Linked DNA regions of Sus scrofa: region 1 is linked to region 2. The links are chromatin contacts, called in public Hi-C maps. All regions are on one chromosome and are shown on one strand. The core of a region is the stretch at or near the end of the contact, and the rest is flanking DNA. Distances in the headings are between cores, read along the strand shown.

What was found. A called contact is a pair of places that touch in the nucleus more often than the background predicts.
Region 1: a contact with region 2 is called in a Hi-C map of liver, with 1.5 times the contacts expected there. A contact is called at or near these places in 9 of 47 Hi-C or Micro-C datasets (embryonic fibroblasts, fibroblasts, heart right ventricle and 4 more).

The regions. Positions count from the first base shown.
Region 1 is chr3:79,357,232-79,363,351 of Sscrofa11.1, forward strand. No RefSeq gene overlaps it. Among named protein-coding and RNA genes, the nearest start is that of TMEM17, 55 kb to the right of the region's middle.
Region 2 is chr3:79,185,548-79,192,262 of Sscrofa11.1, forward strand. It overlaps EHBP1 (EH domain-binding protein 1), which reads right to left. Exons shown (of 25, transcript XM_021087470.1): 4 at 426-521. Among named protein-coding and RNA genes, the nearest start is that of EHBP1, 73 kb to the right of the region's middle.

The sequences.
Region 1 (6,120 bases), core at 185-2,684, 170 kb after region 2:
ACACAGTTGTGGGGTTTTTGTTGCTGTTGTTGTTGTTGTTGCTGTTTTTTGTTTTTGTTTTTTAGGGCCGCACCTGAAGCATATGGAAGTTTCTGGGCTAGGAGTTGAATAGATGCTGCATCCGCTGGCATACACCACAGCCACAGCAACACGGGACCAGAGCCTCATCTGTGACCTACACTACAACTTGCAGCAATGCCAGATCCTTAACCCACTGAGCGAGGCTGGGGATCAAACCTGATTCCTCATGGATACTAGCTGGGTTCACTACTGCTGAGCCACAACGGGAACTCCAAGACATAGTTTAAAAGGTGCCTGGCATGTGGCTAAGCTCTATAAACGTACATTCTTCCCTGTGTTCCTCATCTGCTGCTACGATACTAGAGCTTGTTCTGTACAGTAAATATTCCCAAGAGGATTAAAGACGGGGAAACATCAATAAAGACAAAAAGTGCTCTACTAGAAGCCTGGGGGTATCTGTGAGAAAGGGACTCCTTACAGATTTATATTTGTATTTTTAATTTCTATATGCATATATTTACTTATTATTTATATATAGTTTTTTATCTATCTATCTATATATATATATAGTGTTTTTAGGGGTGCACCCATGGCACAAGGAGGTTCCTAGGATAGAGGTCTAATTGGAGCTGTAGCTGCCGGCCTCTGCCACGGCCACAGCAACTTGGAATCCAAGTGGCATCTGTGACCTACACCACAGCTGATGGCAATGCTGGATCCTTAATCCACTGAGCAAGGCCAGGGATTGAACCCACATCCTCACAGATACTAGTCAGGTTCATTAACCACTGAGTCACAATGGGAATTCCTCAGATTTATATTTAAAAAGGGAAAAGGGATTGAGTAGCCCCATGTTTGTCAGGCATGGAGGAGGGAGGTTTAACTTGAAGGTTTTTTTTTTTCAGCATGTTTATTTTAACCATTAACCCCTAGCCCCAATGTATTTGAAATACAATACACACATAATACCAATCCTAGTTTGATAACACTTTTTGAGTTCTTGATCCCTTTGATACTTTTCCCAAAAAATGCCTGTGTGTATTTGTATTCACGCAATTACACTTTGAGGGAGTCGCTTCATCCCCTGAGGCAATAAACTCTGACCCACAAAAGCACTCTGACTTCGGTGAAGTCCTTCCCCTCCTCTGGATCCACCACCTGCTGCCAAGTAAACACTAAGGAGAGGCCCTGGGCTCGGGGAAGGCTGGACATTAGCAGGACACCTGGGATTGGAGTTGGCTGTGGGGATGGGGTGGAGGTGTCAGGGAAAGGCACTCTCCTGCTGTTCCAGAAGAGTGGGTGGCTGCTCCTGTGAGTAAGAAGCCCCAAACAGGTGGACTCCCTCACGAGATGTAGGCAGTGCCTCCCAGCACATGTGTCCAGGCGGACCTTGGGGAGGGGAGAGAGAGGGCAGAATGAACTGAAGGAAGAATCCCGCACTCTTAGGAAAACTGCCAGAGGAGAGCGACTGTGCCTCCCAGGGGTGGGGACAAGAATTTTCACTAGAATCTGGATAATTTTCTCACTTCTTAGTGAGAAGCATGCCTTCCCTTCTTTTCTGACCACAAAGACGTCTTTGCTCTCAGCTGTTTGCAGCCCACCCCCCTCTTACTAAATGGCTTGTTGGCTTAAAGATTGCAGCACAAATGGCAAATACTCCATTTTTTTTTTTTTTTCATTTTTGAATCTAACTGAACCTACAATATGGACCTAACTAGCCCTTGTTCCGACCAACCCAGCTACTGACAAATGGTACATAGTCCCTTCAAATAAATAGGCTTTTAAACTACCTTGGTCATTTAACTATCAATCACCCAACCACTCTACAGATATTTAAAAAGCATCTCTGCCTTTCCCCAAGCCAATCTGTTTTTCCTCTGCCAGCTTTTTTTTTTTTTTTTTTTTTCAAACAAGGTGAAAATCCAGGTTCTTTGCTTGAAAACCCTCAGTGGTTTCCCACCATCTACAGGATGAAGACAAGTCTTGCCACAAGAGCCTCCTGACTATCCTTGCAGCTCTTAAATTTGGAGCAGAGACAAAGTGAAACTCCAAAGTAGAGCCGAGTGTTTTATGCAGCTGCAGGAGTACCGATTCTTGTCCTCAGATTCCACTTGAGAATAATCAGAGTATAAAGTATAAATAGTAAATCAAATCCTTCCCTCCTCAGCCCTGTAGAGTTTCTAACAAGGAAATGTGAGCTGCTCAGAGTAAAGGATTCAGAGTTTGTCTCTTTCTGTGTAATCTATTCCTATCTCTTTTGAAAAATGAGCCCGGGAAGCTTTGGGGAAAAGTTAACTGGAAGTAGAAAAACAGGACCAAAGCAAAAAGGAAATGTAAATATTCTAGGTTTAAAGGTCAGTGTCATTGCTGGGTTCATGCTGCAAAGTTTAATCTGGATTTGCTGGTAGCCAGGGTAAGAAGGAAAGTACATTATTTGAATTTTTTTGATAGAAAAGAAGAAATGGGAGTTCTCATCATGGATCAGCAGTAATGAACCCGACTAGTATCCACGAGGACTCGGGTTTAATCCCTTGCCTTGCTCAGTGGGCTGAGGATCCCAGGTTGCCTTGAGCTCCAGCCTAGGTCACAGATGCGGCTTGGATCTGGCATTGCTGCAGCTGTGGTGTAGGCTGGCAGCTCCAGCTCCAATTCCAGTTCCCCTAGCCTGGGAACTTCCATATGCTGGAGGTGCAGCCCTAAAAAGACAAAAAAGAAAAGAAGAAATGTACCAGGTCTTAAAAGAAGCAAATTATTTTATGTTGCTGTTTTTATCAATGTCTTCATTGCATTTTTAATTAAAAATTAATGCATGTCTTTTGTAAACAATTCAAATAACACAAACGTTTATACTATATATATGCGTGTGTGTGTGTGTACGTATTTATATATACCCCCTCACCTCCATTACCCTTCTCAAGAAGTAAACCCGAATGCCTGTGACTAACCATTTATTTCTTGAGTTTTTGTTTGTGTGTTTGCTTTGTCTTTATAATCAGAAGCACTTACAGAGCTTTTATAGAATGTAGGGGCCATTAATCTGCTTACTTTAAAAATATATATGTAGCATGTTAACTATGTTCTTGTTTTGTTTTGTTTTGTTTTTTGCTTTTTAGGGCCACACCCATGGCATATGGAAGTTCCCAGGATAGGGGCTGAATCAGAGCTGCAGCTGCTGGCCACAGCCACAGCTGCAGCAACACCAGATCTGAGCCGTGTCTGCAACCCACACCACAGCTCATGGCAACACTGGATCCTGACCCAGTGAGCGAGGCCAGGGATCAAACCCGCATCCTCATGGATACTAGTCAGATTCATTTCTGCTGTGCCACAATGGGAACTCCCTTAACTATGTTCTTTGTAATTTGCATTTTCACTTTACAGGGTATCAGGGACACCCTTCCAAATCTATCTACTTATCTATCTATACACCTCTTTCATTTTCAGGACAATAATATTCTTCTTTGCTTAAAAACCTTCAGTGGATTCCCACAATCTACAGGATGAAGACAAGTCTTCATATATGAAGATATGTTACCTCTATGAAGGTAAGTAACATACTTAACTATTCCCCTATTTAAGTTGTTTCTGATTTTATAGTCTTAAGAATAATGAGCATCCTTGTACTTACACTTTTGTGCAGATATATGAGCATTTCCGTAGGAAAAATTTCTAGAAGTGGAACTGATGGAACACATTATATATTTAAAATTTTGATGAATTGTCCTTAAAATGACTGCACTAACCTATACTCTCAGCAACAGTGGTTGAGAGTGCCCACTTCCCTGTTCCCTTGCCAATATTAGATAGAATTGATATTTGTCACTTTCCGGCATGAACTCCTAAATGGAATTTCTTCTGGCAAGGTCAGTGTAATTTAATCAAGAAGGGAGACCAATGAGACGGTCTCCTTTCTCTTGTTCTAGGGTTTTGGTTTTCAGGCTGTGCCCCATGGAGCCCCAAGAATTCTAAGAGATGGGCGTGTGGGCGGCACAAAAGAAAAAGACTTCCATCCTCTTAACCAGGGCAACTGATTTTTTTTTTCTGTTTTATATGTTGCAATAAAATTTTATTTGAAGATAAGATTCTGTAGTTCAAAACAAGTTTGCAAACCAAAAGTCTGGGCTTTGTTTTTATTGAACCATTAGTAATTTGAAGAAGAATTGAAAATTGGAAGAAGAAGGGATGTTAAAATAGTGACTGTTCAGCTGTAGCCAAAATATTGCCATTTATACATCATGGGTGTGTGTCTGTGTGTCATGTCTCCTTGTGCATACTGGCCTTGCCCGATAATGCCCAATTGCTATCTTACAACCAATCCTAAAACACCATTTCTTCTAAAAATTTGGATTAAAATTTCCCTTTAGCTACCTAACCGCCTCCAAACATACACACCGCAATTATGTGGGTTGTCTCCCTTTTTGTTTGTGGAAACTAGATGTCAGCTGTGGCTTTTTCCCCCACCAAGAGCCAGGTAAAATTCCATGGCCTGTGGTCCTCTAAGATTTCTATGAGCACCTCTGACCCTTGGGTTCTCAGGTCTCCTCAGTCTCCTCCTCTCCAGGTGCTCTCTCTGGGACCCATCATATGAAACTTAGCTCCTTCTTTGGTAGTCACACACATACAGATAACAATAAACTACTCCACTGCACACAGCACTCCTGAGAAGAGTCACGCTTACTGCAGACAGCATGACGGGAAGGAAGATCAGAGAAAGAGGGGTTTCAGTCATAAGAATCCAAACAATTTCAAAATGACATAGTGAGCATCTTGTGGCCTTTCATGGCCCAACACCAGCCCCTCTTTTTCTCACTGACTCCTCCCTTCTCCCTTTCTATTCCTCATCTTCACCTACTTCCCCCCAAAGGGGATAAAACTAAGAATCTCAAAGTATTTTCTTCTGTGAACTATTGCAGTTCAGCTTTTTGTAGCTTTACCCTCAAACTCTCATGGCCAATCTCTTTCTAGTGCTCATCTTACTGAAGTACCCCATTTAGTAGAATCAACCCTCTCCAGGAGGCAGTTTTCTTTAAAAACAGCAATAGAAATTTTGCTGTTTTTCCCTCTACACCCCTCCTATTTCATCCTAACTGAAACATGTCATTGTATATATCTGGACCCTCCAACCAAATGTTAAGCAGCACATATGCAGGAGCTCTGCTTTTTTATAGCTTTTAAATGCCCAGTCTCTGGCATATGCCTCACAAGTGCATAATGAATAAGGCAACCACTAATTATATAATTAAGAGTAAATGATAAATGAATACAAGAAGACCCCTGGATATTTTGTAAGATGTGTAGATATCTCCTTGCAAAAGCCATAAAATTAGTAATTCAGTTAAAACATTTAGACATGTTTTCAACTTGTATTGATCTTTTAGGAGATCCATAGTGTAAGCTTATCCTACTCAAAATATCCACTACTTCACATTTCTTTTTTATGTTGGCCTTTACTCTTCTAAACTTTCTTTCCTACTTCTCCTTTGAGTTAGATCTTATTTTTATTTATTCTCTTCCTGCCTGGCCACATAGGAAGGAAGCAGAGATTATTATCTATATCAATACAATATCTCCTCTCGCTGGGATCCCAAGAATAAAGAATACTATATAAAGGAGCATGCTATGTAAACCAAGGCTTAGAATATCCTGTAGTGAACCATTGTAAAATATCACTTGAAATTCCTACATGATCTTCTGCCTGCTATGTTTAATTCCTAAATCTCATGTTATTAAAAAAAAAAAGTGTATTTGCTCTTTCATCAACACTTACATTACAGAGGTTTTTTTTTTTTCTTTTTTTCTTTTTTTTTCATCAAAACTGGCTTAGTTTGGACTGAGGAAACAGGATTATATGACAAGTTAGAATTTCTGATATTTGACCCTTTGCTATAAATTTAAGCCCAGGAATAGCTCAACACTTAGAAACCAGGCCCAATTCCATTGTGGGTATGTATAATTTTACATTGAAAGTACAGTCTCTGTCCTATTCTAGTTGTCTGTATAACAGAATTTTTGACAATACGTTTAAGTGAGAAAAGTTTCACCCAACTATATGCTCCCTACCAGATGCAGATTTAAGGATACACATAGGCTCAAAGTGAA
Region 2 (6,715 bases), core at 389-2,888:
ACAGTATTTATAAAATATTAATATCAGTAAATATTTATCAAATATAACCTTTAAACTTATATTAACATCAATAAAACATTTATCATATGGTAATTTAAAAACATATTATTAGTCAAACAAGGCTAACAAAATGAAACTCAGGACTAAGAATTCCACAAACCTCAGCTTTCCACAGAAAAAGTACTTTACTCCATTTGAGCTTAACTAGAATAAATTCAAAAAGACTCCCAAATTTATTCAGACTTTATTGACCAAGAAACACCCTGATATCCTTGCATTGTTATAAATTGCTGTATCTCTAAAAATAGTGCATATTAGTGTACCAGATTGGACCCAAATGTACAGGACAACAGATACGGAAATATTCCATCATCTAGAACCATGATTATACAATAATTTCTGTTACTTATAAAAATGGAACTTACCTTGAAAAGTGTCACAGTGATTTCAATGTTTTCAGGAACAGGCCATACCACAACACCACGGTATGGATTTTTTATTCCAGGCTGCCAGCTGTGAGCCTACCAGAATGAAAATAATGGCTTCAATCTAAAGAACAGGAAATGCAATGTTGATAATTTACAAAAATACATTGACCCTATTTAATGATCCAAAAGATCCATCTCCCTAAAACAAAAATGATTAGTCAAATAAAACTTTTCAAGCATTAAACTTAGGCCGTGGACAGTACTATATCACATGGTAGCTACAGATTACTAACTGTAAACAAACCTTTATCCCCTCTCTCTCTCTCTCTCTCTCACACACACACACACACCCACACACCCACACACACACACACACACACACACACACACACACGGAGGCAAAAATGATGTGCCTTTTTTTTTTTCTTTTTAGGACTGTATCTGTGGCATATGGAAGGTCCCATGCTAGGAGTCCACAACTGCTGCCTATGCCACAACAATGCCAGATCCAAGCTGTGTCTGCAACCCACACTGCAGCTCACAGCAACGCCGGATCCTTGACCCACTAAGCAAGGCCAGGGATCAAACCCACGTCCTCACAGATACTAGTCAAGTTCTTAACCCACTGAGACACAACAGGAACTCTTGAATAAAAATCTTATTAGGATATTTTTTTAATCAGTCTCTGATCTAGAACTCAAAGGCAAATTCATTCTTTAAAAGAAGAAACTGATCAAAATGGCAGAGGTGTGAGATGTTATGCTCATCTTCTCCCACAAACACATTAAAAAAAACCCACATCTACATGTAGAACAATTCACACAGAACATCTACTGAAAACTGGCAGAAGAACTTAAACCTCCTAAAAGGGCAGGAAATCCTCCACATAACTGGGTAGAACAAAAGAAAAAAAAGAGAGAGAGAGAGAGAGAAAAGAAATCAGGATAAGACTAGCACTCCTGAGAGGGAGCTATGAAAGAGAAAAGGAACCTGCACCCTGGGAAGCCACCTAACCGAAGCAGAGATCAGCCAAGTTGGAGGGACCTCAAAGTTGCTGAGAAAGGAAAGCAGCTGGACTGAGGAGGGCAAAGCAGAGTGAGAGCAGATCATCTGCACCACTGCCCCGGACACCACAGCCTGAGATGCTCAGGCAGGGACTGGGCACTGAGACTCAGGCTCCAGAGGTCAGTTCTGGGGAGAGCACTAGGATTGGCTGTGTGGAGACAGATGGGCTGAGGGGCTAAGGAGAAGTGTGCCATGGGCTGGGGAGCAGAACGCTACAGCCGAAAGAACCTGGGAAGAGGTCTGGGCCCATAGGAGAAACAAGGCACTGTTGTTGGGGAGGGCAAGAAGAGGAGGGGCAGACTGCCATAGGAATCTCTTTCCCTGAGCACACATAGGCTCTCAGATGGTGGGGCACCTCTGGTGCAGGCTACTGGTGGTGAGAGGCCACTTGCTCAGGCTTCAGGAGACTAGATACCTTTTGTGTGGGCTATGGGTGGCCAGGCACCTCTTGTGTGTGTTGAAGACAGCAAGGGGCTAAGCATGACATGGCACCTCTTGCATGATCTGCAGGTGATGGGAACAAACCAGAGCAGTCATCTCAAAAACCAGAAGGGGAAGGGGATGTGGCCCATCACCACTAGGGGTCTGTGAATAGGCTCCACCTGTGGCCTCAGTTAACTCAGAGGTCGGCAAAAACAGGGCACTGCAACTGAGCACCACCCGTTGATGCTCTCACTCCCCTGGGAACAGACCTGCCCCACTGCTGCCAGTGCCAAACACTCTGTGCAACACCCACACATGCTTGATCACTCTCACTTGCCAGGACCCTGCAACTAGGAGCAGCCTGTGCAGCAGCTCCTGTGTGGGCTAAGAGGGACAGGGTGCTTCTTGTGTGGTACACAGGTGGCAGGGGGAAACCACCACAGTTACTCTGACTCCAGAGGTGGGCATGGCCCACCACCAATAAGGGTCCATGAACAGGTACCACTTACAGCCCCAATCACCTCAGAGAGCACCACAGAGGAGAGCACTTTAACCAAACACCAGCTGTTGTTACTCTCTGCCATGCCACTGCCAAATATTCTGGACACGGCCTAAGTCTGCCTGAGGCTCATTACTACTTCCCAGGGCCCTGCAACTAGGAGTATCCTACACCACCTTCCTGCAGGTCTGTGCTACTGTCAAGAGCCCAGCAACCAGGCACTGACTACTAGCCCTAACTACTGCCTCCTTGCCCTACTACTATCTCCTTCTCCCTGGGAAACACACTCAGCACCTATCAAGAGGATAACAGCCTGCTCATACTGAAGAAAGAGGTAGCAAATATCCAAACTCCCAGCCAAAAATATACAGTAAACCCCACAAAACACAAATGGGCGTGTTTACAAAGAAACAGCCCTCCAAGACTACAGTAGTTGGTTTCCCTAAACTCACAGAAAAAAAAAAAAAAAAAAAAAAAAAAAGTATAAGCGAAATGAAGAAGCTCAGGAACCATTTCCAGTTAAAAGAACAGGAGAATTCACCTGAAGCAGCAAACAGTGAAAGAGACCTCCGCAGTCTAATAGACACTGAGTTCAAAAGGGAGACAGTAAAAATACTGAAGGAATTAAGGGTGACTATGAAGGAATTAAGAGTAGATATAGGAGTTCACGTCATGGCACAGTGGTTAATGAATCCGACTAGGAACAATGGGGTTGTGAGTTCGATCTCTGGCCTTGTTCAGTGGGTTAAGGATCCGGCATTGCCATGAGCTGTGGTGTAGGTTGCAGACGCAGCTCGGATCCCACATTGCTGTGGCTCTAAAGGAACTAGAAAATATAAGGAGGAAGCAAGAAAAATTAGAAAATTCATTGTCAAGTTAGTGCAAACTGAGTTAAAGGAACTAAAGAACAGAATGAATAATGCAGAGGAATGAATTAGTGACTTAGAAGATAGAATGGGGAACTCAACCACTCAGGACAGCAGACGGAAAACCAAAGGAAAAAACATGAAAGCAATATAAGAGATTTATAGGATAATATAGAGTGGGCCAATCTACACATAATAGGGACTCCAGAAGGAGAAGAAAAAGAAAAGAGGATTGAAAATATATTGGAATAAATTATGGCTAAAAACGTTCCAAATCTAAAGAAAACAGATATCAAGATACAGGAAGCACAGAGGGCCCCAAACAAGATGAACCCAAATAGGCCCACACCAAGACATATTATAATAAAAATATGAAAAGTTAAAGAAAGGATTCTAAAGGCAGCAAGAGAAACACAAAGCATTAATTATAAGGGAACACCCATAAGACTATCAGCTGATTTCTCTACAGAAACACTACAGGCCAGAAGAGGGTGGGGCAAGATATATTCAAAGTTCTAAAAGGGAAAATTTGCAGCCTAGAATACTCTACCCAGGAAGAATACCATTTAAAATACAAGGAGAAATTAAGAATTTTGCCAACAGACAAACAAACAAAAAAAAGAGTACAGCAATACTAAACCTGTTCTAAAAGAAATACTGAAAGAGCTTATCTAAATAAAAAAGAAGTATGAAGAAATAGGATGGAGGAAATCACAATTGGAAAGCAATCACTTAAATAAGCCAGTATACAGATTGAAAAGGAAAAAGAAAAAAAAAATTGTGAGAGTGACAATAAATACAAGGAACAGCAAAAGGACAAACAAGAAGATGTTAAAAAAAAAGACTTCAAAATCATAGAAAGGGGGGTAGGAAAGTAAGGAAATCTAGACTCTTTTTTAAAACACTGTATTTCAGCCTATATGACTATCAGGCTAAAGCAAGCAGATATTGGAATGGGTTAACATACTTGAAAAACAGGGCAACCACAAATCAAAACCAAACATTACATTCACAAAAACTAAAAAGAAAAGGACACAAGAGTAAAATAAAAGAAAATCATCCAACTAAAGAAAGAAAAGAACAAAGGAGAAATATAGAATCAACTGGAAAACAAGGTTTAAAATAGAAAACACATGTTTATCAATAATTACCTTAAATGTCAATGGACTGAGTGCTTCAATCAGAAGACACAGAGTAGCAGACTGGATAAAAAAGCAAGAGCCTACAATATGCTGTCTATGAGAGACTCACCCTGGGGCAAAGGACACATAGAAATTGAAAGTGAGGGGATGGGAAATGATATTTCATGTCAATAGACAAGACAGGAAAGCAGGAGTTACAATACTCCTATCAGACAAAATAGACTTTAAAATGAAAGCCATAAAGAAAAACAAAGAAGGACACTATTTAATGATAAAAGGATCCACTCAAGAAGAGGATATTACAGTCATCAATATATATGTCTCTAGTATAGGAGCACTCAGATACATACAACAAACACTGGAGTTCCATCATGGCTCAGTGGTTAATGAACCCAACTAATATCCGTGAGGATGCAGGTTTGACCCCTGGCCTCGCTCAGTGGGTTAAGGATCCGGCATTGCTGTGAGCTGTGGTGTAGGCTGGCAGATACAGTTCTGAATGGACTCCTACCTAGGAACCTCCATATACTGTGAGCATGGCCCTTAAAAAAAAAAAAAAAAAAAAAAAAAAAAAAACTAACAGACACAAAAGGAGAAACTGATGGGAATACAGTAACAGTAGAAGACTTTAACACCCCACTCACATCAATGGACAGATCCTCTGGACAGAAAATCAATAAGGCAACAGAGATCTAAATGACACAATAGAAAAGTTAGACTTAATTGACATTTTCAGGACAGTACATCCAAAAAAATCAGAATATACATTCTTTTCAAGTGTACATGGAACATTCTCAAGCACTGACCACATACTGGGGTACAAAACTAACCTCAACAAATTTAAGAGTATAGAAATTATTTCAAGTATATTCTCTTACCACAGTGGAACAAAACTAGAAATCAACCATGGGAAAAGAAACTGACTAGGCAGAGACTAAACAACATGCTACTAAAAAACCAATGGGTCAATGAGGAAATTAAAAAGGAAATTAAAAAATACCTTGAGACAAATGATAATGAAGACAACCATTCAAAATCTATGGGATGCCACAAAAGCAGCACTTAGAGGCAAGTTCATAGCGACACAGAACTTCCTCAAAAAAGAAAAACCTCAAATCAACAACTTAACACACCATCTAAATGTACCAGAAAAAGAAGAACAAACAAAACCTAGAGTCAGCAGAAGGAAGGAAATCATAAAGATCAGAGAGGAAATAAATAAAATAGATTCAAAAAATAATAGAAAAAAAAATCAATAAAACCAAGAGCTGGTTCTTTGAAAGGGTAAACAAAATTGACAAACCTTTGGGCAGATTCACCAAGAAAAGGAGAGGGAAAAAACCCCCAAATAAACAAAATAATAAATGTAAAAGGAGAAATCTCAACGGATACTACAGAAATACAAAAAACCATAAGAGAATACTATGAACAATTACATGCCAACAAATTTGACAACCTCGAAGAAATGGACAATTTTGGTCTGCCAAAACTGAAGCAAGAAGAAACAGATCAACTGAACAGACCGATCACTAGAAATGAAATTGAATATATAATAAAAACACCCCCTACAAACAAAAGTCCAGGACCAGATGGTCTCACAGGCGAATTCTGCCAAACATACAAAGAAGAACTTTTACTATCCTTCTTAAACTTTTCCAAAAGGTTGAAGAAGGAACACACCCAAAGATATTCTATGAAGCTACCATCACCATAATACCAAAACTAGACAAAGATACTACCAAAAAAGAAAACTATACGCCAATATCTTTGATGAATATAGACTCAAAAAATTCTCAACAAAATTTTAGCCAACTGAATCTAACAACATGTAAAAAAGATCATACACCACAATCAAGTGAGATTCATCCCAGGATCACAAGGATGGTTCACATATGCAAATCAATTAATACCATACACCACATTAACAAAAGAAAAGTCAAAAACCACATGATCATCTCAACAGATGCAGAAAAAGTATTTGACAAAGACCAGCATCCATTCATGATAAAAACTCTTACCAAAGTAGGTATAGAGGGAACATACCTTAACATAATAAAAGCCATTTATGACAAACCCATAGCAAATACAATACTCAATGGAGAAAAGCTGAAAGCCTTCCCACTAAACTCTGGAACAAAACAAAGATGCCCATGCCCACCACTTTTATTCAACATAGTAATGAAGTCTAGCCATAGCAGTCGACAAACAAAAGAAATAAAAGGTATCCAAACTGGGAGAGAAAAGATAAAATTGTCACTCTGTGCAGATGACATAATACTATATATAGAAAAC